Linked DNA regions of Sus scrofa: region 2 is linked to region 1. A link is a contact called in public HiChIP or PLAC-seq data. All regions are on one chromosome and are shown on one strand. Each heading gives the region's core, a stretch centred on a gene start, on an enhancer-like site or on the middle of the called end of the contact. The rest is flanking DNA. Distances are from core to core; before and after follow the strand shown.

The links. HiChIP or PLAC-seq counts read pairs in DNA pulled down with a chosen protein or histone mark.
Region 2: a contact with region 1 is called in an H3K27ac HiChIP or PLAC-seq map of alveolar macrophages. The contact joins the promoter of ARL1 here to the enhancer-like site in region 1. A contact is called at or near these places in 9 of 47 Hi-C or Micro-C datasets (brain, embryonic fibroblasts, epiblast stem cells and 6 more) and 1 of 2 datasets of contacts at active chromatin or transcription factors (alveolar macrophages).

Annotation. Positions count from the first base shown.
Region 1 is chr5:82,356,142-82,360,126 of Sscrofa11.1, forward strand. All of the region lies in intron 8 of GNPTAB (N-acetylglucosamine-1-phosphotransferase subunits alpha/beta), which reads left to right. Among named protein-coding and RNA genes, the nearest start is that of DRAM1, 33 kb to the left of the region's middle. Within about 2 kb of position 1,655, at least 4 of the 83 cell types and tissues checked have an H3K27ac peak or open chromatin away from gene starts, as enhancers often do. A contact at or near this core is called in alveolar macrophages, where this site is marked.
Region 2 is chr5:82,793,697-82,797,681 of Sscrofa11.1, forward strand. It overlaps ARL1 (ADP ribosylation factor like GTPase 1), which reads left to right and starts at 2,342. Exons shown (of 6, transcript NM_001031784.2): 1 at 2,342-2,644. The coding sequence starts at 2,641.

The DNA of each region.
Region 1 (3,985 bases), core at 405-2,904:
CTAGTGCTGCAGAGATGCTGATCCCATTGCATCACAGGGGGAATGCCAACATTTGCATTTTAGATAAATTAACTTTGGATTTGGTGCCCTTCACTATATAGTTGGCATCACATGGATTTACCCTGTTTCCTTAGTATTGGTTGCAGTGACCATAATAAATTTAAAGCATTGCTGAAGCTTTGTAGCCAAATATCAGAGTGTGGAGTTCCCACTGAGGCACAGTGGGTTAATGATCTGTCTTCTCTCTGTGGCATTGCCACTTCAATCCCTGATGTGGTGCAGTGGGTTAAGGACCTGGCATTGCCAAAGTTTTGGCATAGGTCACAGCTGCAGCTTGGATTTGATCCCTGCTGGGAACTTCCATATGTTGCATATGTGACCACAAAATTAAAAAAAAAAACAGAGTACCTCTGACAGTCTTCTGAAGGCATTTTGCACTTAATATTGCAACGAGTTAGATAATCAGAATTTTTGAATACTCACATACATATGTTGAGTGCTCACTAATTTGGCTCTAAGAAGCAGAAAACTAAAAACTAATAAAATTATGGAGATCAGAAATGCCAAAGGTGTGGGAATCAGGAAATCGATACAACTTTCAAACAGTAGAACAGGAATTAGCTTTTGCAAACACGTGGGTTCAGCAAAGTATATCATGGTGGGCTTGATATTGATCCTGGGAAATTGTTGGAACCTGTAGTTAAATGGATGACTCGTGAAAATGTAAATGGGAAAGTAATTAAGAGCCAGGGAGAGAGAGAGTGAGGGGGAGAGGAGAAAGGGAGCATACATTCTTTTTGAGCAAACCTGAAATTTTCACTAAGCTTGACCACGTACTAGGCGGCAAAGGAAGCCTCAATGAATTCCAACGTGTCAATATCATGTAAAATCCATTCTTTTTCTTTGGGTTAGATTAATAATTTGTAGACTGAAGAATCCACTCCTTGATTTACTTTATTTTTATTTTTGTCTTTTTTTTTAGGGCTGCTCCTGTGCCATATGGAGGTTCACAGGCTAGGGTGGAATCAGAGCTACAGCTGCCGGCCTATGTCACAGCCACAACTGCACCAGATCCGAGCCATGTCTGACCTATACCAGAGCTCATGGTGATTCTGGAACCTTAACCCCCTGAGCAAGGCCAGGGATCGAACTTGCGTCCTCATGGATGCTAGTCAGATTCATTTCTGCTGAGCCGTGACAGGAACTCCCACGCATTGATTTAAAAAGAAAGGGATTCAGTTAGTTCATCCATAAACCATTATGAGAGCTGAACAAAGAGACTTTAGGTTGAATTTGTAGGATGTGTTCCCAAAACCTCGGTTGAACTGAGCTCCAGTGGAGCTGTGGATTCTGATGAGGTCGGGGGAAGAGCAGAGGCAGGAAGCTGCTTCCAGCACTGCTGGCCTCAGAACCACTGGCACATAGGCACCAACTCACTAGCAAAAAAACATGTGCCCTTTCCCGGGCTTCTCACCCCATATCACTCTTAGATTAAGACCTTCTGTGAATTCATCTGATGAGGAGAATCTAAATCACACCTAATTTTAGGGATACCAGCTATGAGTTGCTGCTTCTCAGCTCCAAAGTCACCCCTTCAGAACCGGGCTCTGTGATAATGGACTTGGACTCAAGCATTTTTCCTTTGCAGCGAGTCTAATGCTAAACTTTGCCAGTAGAGGGCGCTGAAGGGATATTGCAGGAGGAAGGGGGCGCTTCCTGACTCCAGTGTGTGGTTTTTGCTTTTTTCCCCACATGCTGCATGGTAGCTTAATGTACCAATGTGTGAGGACATTGGTGATGCTCTGTCCCAGCCGTGCACACCCAGAGAGTCCAGTGTCTATCTTACCCTAGGGATGCAATAACATTAGCACTTAGAGGGATGCTTAAAGTTTTGGAACATTAATGAAAAACAATAAACACTGAAAAAATTGAGCTACTTATCAAATTTGAGAAACTAGTTCAAGAGCAACAGAGTAAATTCAGAGAATAAGAGCAAACGAAATTACAAAGATAAAGGCACAAAGCAAAGAAATATAAAGCCACAGAAAGGAGTTCCCTGGTGACACAGAGGGTTAAGGATCCTACATTGTCACTGCAGTGGCACAGGTTGGATTCCTGGCCTGGGAACTTCTATGTGCTGTGGGCATGGCCAAAAAAGGCACACAAAAAAAGTCAATTCAACAAAACTTTGGGAGTTCTGTCGTAGCACAGCAGAAACGAATCCGACTAGGCACTGTGAGGTTTTGGGTTGGATCCCTGGCTTGCTCAGTGGGTTAAGGATCCAGCGTTGTTGTGAGCTGTGGTGTAGGCCAGCATCTGTGGCTCTGATTTGACCCCTAGCCTGGGAACCTCCATATGCCGTGGGCGTGGCCCTAAAAAGACAAAAAGACATTAAAAAAAATTCAGTAATTCCAAGCATGTACTTGTACTTTGTACTTTTTTTTTTCCTTTTTAGGGCCTCACCTGTGGCATATGGACATTCCCAGGCTAGGGGTTGAATCAGAACTGCAGCTGCTGGCTTACACCACAGTCACAGCAATGCAGAGTCCAAGCTTCATCTGTGATCTTCACCACAGCTTGTGGCAATGCTGGATCCTTAACCACTGAGTGAGGCCAGGGATCGAACCCACATCCTCATGGGTCCAGTTGGGTTCTTAACCCTTTGAGCCACAATGGGAACTCTGTGTACTTGGTACTTTTATCAGTGCAAAATATATACATTCACCTAATAAATTTTATCAATTGGCTGCTATAGGCAAGGCAATGTTAAAGGTAGGGATATAGTTAAGAATAAGATGAGCAAGTCTTTTGCCTTTATGATGCCTCTGTTCTATAGATGAGATACACAAAAAACCCCACCAGCAAAAATCAAGTAAATGGAATGAAGCATGGTCACACTTATGGGAAAACTATAAACTATTGTTTATATATACATGATATATTTGCATTCACACACACAGAAATAAACAGTGGGCCATGGTATGTTTTGGCTTTTGGAATTCTACCAGAAGCAATGAAATTTCTTTCTTTTTTTTTTTGTCTTTTTGCCATTTCTTGGGCCGCTCCCGCAGCATATGGAGGTTCCCAGGCTAGGGGTCAAATCGGAACTGTAGCCACCAGCCTACGCCAGAGCCACATCTGCAAACTACACCACAGCTCACGGCAATACTGGATCCTTAACCCACTGAGCAAGGCCAGGGATCGAACCTGCAACCTCATGGTTCCTAGTCGGATTTGTTAACCACTGAGCCATGACAGGAACTCCTGAAATTTCTTAGTAATTTTGTTTTATATGAGGTCACTTACACTAGACCTGTGTTTTATGAACACACACTATATATCCAGAAAGAAAGCAAGGGACAAAATCAAAGTATGTGTCCTGACAATAAGCAAGATTTTCAAACCTAAAGTGCAAGCATTTCATAATGTGAACATTTTATCTTTTTACCTTGAGTAAAGCAAGGACTCAGATAAATATGGACATATCAGGAGTTACTTCAATTTTGCTTAATTAGCTAAAGCTCTTTGTTTAGATTCTATTTTCTTTTCTTTTCTTTTTTTTGCTTTTTAGGGCCCCACCAGCAGCACATGGAGGTTCCCAGGCTAGGAGTCCAATTGGAGCTACAGTTGCTGGCCTACACCACAGCCTCAGCAACGCCAGATCTGAGCCATGTCTGTGACCTATGCCACAGCTCAGAGCAATGCTGGATCCTTAACCCATTGAGTGAGGCCAGGGATTGAACTTGCAACCCCATGGTTCTTAGTTGGATTCATTTCCCCTGCGTCACTAAGGGAACTCCCTAGATACTACTTTCTTATCAAGCTCTACATAAGGCCTACATATGAAAGGTGTTTCAAGTACACCATCTCTTCCTTCAACATTTATGTTTTGTAGGCCCAGGTCAAAATGGCTCTTATTTGTGTACGACTGTTTACTTTTTTTTAGGTTTTTTTTTTTTTTTTTTTTTTTTAAGGCTACACCTGC
Region 2 (3,985 bases), core at 1,092-3,591, 440 kb after region 1:
AAGGCTTTTTGTTTGGTTTTGTATCACATTAATGTTTCTATAGTGACTTGTAATTAGGTGCTTAATACACATTACAAAAGGCTCAAATGCCATCTGATAGAATTACAAATGTATTTTTTTTTTTTTTTTTTGGTCCTTTTTTGCCATTTCTTGGGCTGCTCCTGTGGCATATGAAGGTTCCCAGGCTAGGGGGCGAAGCGGAGCTGTAGCCACCAGCCTACGCCAAAGCCACAGCCACACGGGATCCAAGCTGGCGTCTACGACCTACACCACAGCTCACGGCAACGCCAGATCCTTAACCAACTGAGCAAGGCCAGGGAATGAACCCACAATCTCATGGTTCCTAGTCGGATTCATTAACCACTGCGCCACGATGGCAACTCCCACAAATGCCTTTTAATTTGTATATAGCACTTCAGTTTACATAGCACCCTCACATGTATCTCATTTGTTTATTTGGTTCAGAATATATATTGTGAATATAAAGTTTACCATGTATCTTTCCTTTCAGTTTTATTTATTTATCTTTCACATTTTTTTAGGGCTGCGCCTGCAGTATATGGAAGTTCCCAGGCTAGGGGTTGAATTGGAGCTACAGTTGACGGCCTACACCACAGCCGCAGCAACACAGGGTCCAAGGAGAGTCTGCAACCTACCACAGCTCACCACAAGGCCAGATCCTTAACCCACTGAGGGAAGCCAGGGATCGAACCCACAACCTCATGGTTCCTAGTCGGATTCATTTCTGCTGTGCCACAAGGGGAACTCCCCTTTTAGGTGTACTTTAAAAGGAATATGTATTTTTCAGGAAACTTAGTGCATTGTATTGGAAACATATATATATATATGTTTTTTTTTAAAGGGCCGCAGCAGTAGCATGTGGAGGTTCCCACGCTAGGGAGCTAATCGGAGCTATAGCCACTGGCCTAGCCACAGCCACAGCAAGGCAGGATCCAAGCCGCGTCTTCGACCTACACCACAGCTCACTTCAACGCGAGATCCTTAACCCACTGAACAAGGTCAGGGATTGAATCAGAGTCCTCATGGATACTAGTCAGATTCGATACCACTGAGCCACTGCGGGAACTCCTGGAAACATAAATCTTGACGTTGACATAAATTTGAAATAGCAATGGCAAAGATCTGCCAAGTGACAGCAGCTAATCTTGGCGGAGAAGTATTGGAAATGTATAAATAAGTGAAAAATATCAGTGGAATCATGCACGCTGACGTCCAACAGTGGGACAACGCAATGCTTAAAGCTCTGACTTAAAAAGGTCCAGGTGTTTAAATAAAGGGCCGGAATTCCCGTCGTGGCGCAGTGGTTAACGAATCCGACTAGGAACCATGAGGTTGAGGGTTCGGTCCCTGCCCTTGCTCAGTGGGTTAACGATCTGGCGTTGCCATGAGCTGTGGTGTAGGTTGCAGACGCGGCTCGGATCTCGCATTGCTGTGGCTCTGGCGTAGGCCGGTGGCTACAGCTCTGATTCGACCCCTAAACTGGGAACCTCCATATGCCGCGGGAGCGGCCCAAAGAAATAGCAAAAAAGACAAAAAAAAAAAAAACCAAACAACAACAACAACAAAAACAAAACACCTAAATAAATAAATAAATAAAGGGCCGATCAGCTTTCCCCCTTTCGAACAAAACAAAACAAAAGCAACCTTTGCCTTGCAAGGAAAGTTTCTGTGAACTTAAGATTTGAGAAGGGGAGGCGAGAGCAGTAGACGAATCTAGTTCAAAGCCAGGCAGCTGGAAGATTTGAAAATTGAAGTCAAAACAGTAACTACTGTCAAACCCTTACATTACTCCCCTCGAGGGAACAAGTCTCCAACCCAGAGCCCAAGCTCTGGTCCAGTCTGTCACACTGCAGATCCCGGAAGGGTGCTCAGGTACTCAGGGACAGGCGGAAGAAAAAGGGGAGGGACTCTAACGCTGACCTTGCAGGACACTGCGACGCCAAAAATCTTGTTAGCGGCCGCAGGTGTAAGGCTGCTCCGCATTGGTGGCTCGGGGCTCTTCCCATTATTATTACGTAGCCCTATTTCCTAATCGGAGAAAGGACCCAGGTAAAGTTGGGTCAACCCCCGCAAGCCTCCTCAGGACCAACAATTGCTACGCCGTCGCAGGCAGCGCCGGTGTCCAGTCAGGCTGCAGCATCGAGGCCCGAGACGCATTCCTGGTTGGCGGATTCGCCACTTTTCGTGGGGGGGGGGGTGTGTGTGTGTTGGTTAGAGTTTAAAATAAAAATTCGAATTTCCTTGTTTAGGAAGCCCTTCTTGTCCAAGAAAACAGAAGCAGGAACGACTTGGGGTTCTCGATTTTTTTTTTCTCTCGTAGGTTCTACAGTATCTACACCCAGTTCGCCGGGGATTTGTGTGGAAAGTGAAGACGCGGACCCTCAGGCCGCTGTTCCCAGCGCGCAGCCGCGGCGGCAGCCTTGCTCCCGCCCCCGCCGGGAGTCCGACGTGGAAGTTGCTGGCTGACCAGGCTTCCAAGGAAACCGCCTCGGAGCTGGAGACGGAGCTGGAGTGCAGGCCTAGGCGAGGGGCGGTGGCGGCGCCAAGGCTCGAATAGGAGTCGTTGCCAAGGCTGGGGCCGGTCTCTGACGATCGACGAGGGCGGAGAGGAGGTTCATCATGGGTGAGAGACCTGAGAAGGGAGCCTGCGCGCGCTCGAGAGGCCGAGGCCCAGAGCTGGGGCCGGCCGGGAAAGCCCGGAATAGTCGGCGTTTTAGAGGGCGGGTCGCTGAACAACACTTAACGGGGCTCTTGGATGGGTCTGCATGGACCGTACCTCGAACCTTCTCCCCTGCCCTTGTTTCACCTTTTTCCCGGCGGGGTCATAGGTGGGGACAGCTGGGTCTCTCTTCCCTCGGACCCAGCTCGACCTGCTGGGCGGAGCCGGTCTTGCGAAGCTTGGCAACGTGTCAGTCGTAGGTTCCCTGAGGTTTCTTCGGTGAAAGATGAGATCTGACCTTGTAGTGGAAGCTTGATTCTTTCTCCCTGTCTCTGGAACAGCGACACTTAAAATCCAAGAGGGAGGGAGCGGGTTGCTCGTAGGGTTACTCGTAATATTTTATTGCCAATTTGGCATTCGTCTGTAGCTTGCATTTGTCTGTAGCTTTTCACGTAGATAATAAAGTGGAGGAGGAAATGGGCAGAGTATTACTAGAGATGATGTTTTAATCTCAATTTTTGGAGTGCTAATTGAGGGAACTACATCGTCACTACAAGCGTCAGGTAAAGACCGCTTCCCTCCCCGATAGAGCCCACCTGAAGGTGCAGATTTTTAAACCTGTTTACATCTCTCCAAATGATGCAAATTCTTTGCGATTTTCTCGGGAGTTTACTTCTTGCTCTGGAACATCACAAGCGCTTACTTTTTTTTTTTTTTTTTAGGGCCGCACCTGAGGCATTTGAAAGTTCCCAGGTTAGGGGTGAAATTGGAGCTATAGCTGCCGGCCTACTCCACAGCAACGCAGGATCCTGGTCTGCGACCTACACCGCAGCTCAGGGCAATGCAGGATCCCCGACCCACTGAGCAAGGCCAGAAATGGAAATTGCACCCTCATGGATACTAGTCAGATTCATTTCTGCTGCACCAGAGCAGGAACACCTTACCTGTCTTTTTTCAAAACCCTTCACTTTTCTTCCCACCTCCCACTTTCTATTGTGGCTCAGTGGGTTAGGGACCCTACCTTGTCTCTGTGAGGATGTGGGTTGGGTCTCTGGCATCGTTCAGTGGGTTAAGGTTCTGGCTGTTGCTGCAAGCTGGGGCATAGGTCACAGATGGCTGGAATCTGGTGTTGCTGTGGTTGTTGTGTAGGCCTCAGCTGCAGCTCTGATTAAACTCGATTAAACTCCTGGCTTGGGAACTTATAGAGGCCACAAGTGCCATTGTAAAAAAAAAAAAAAAAAAAAATTATTGAAGTGTAATTGATTTACAGTGTTGGGATAATTTCTGCAGTACAGCAAAGTGACT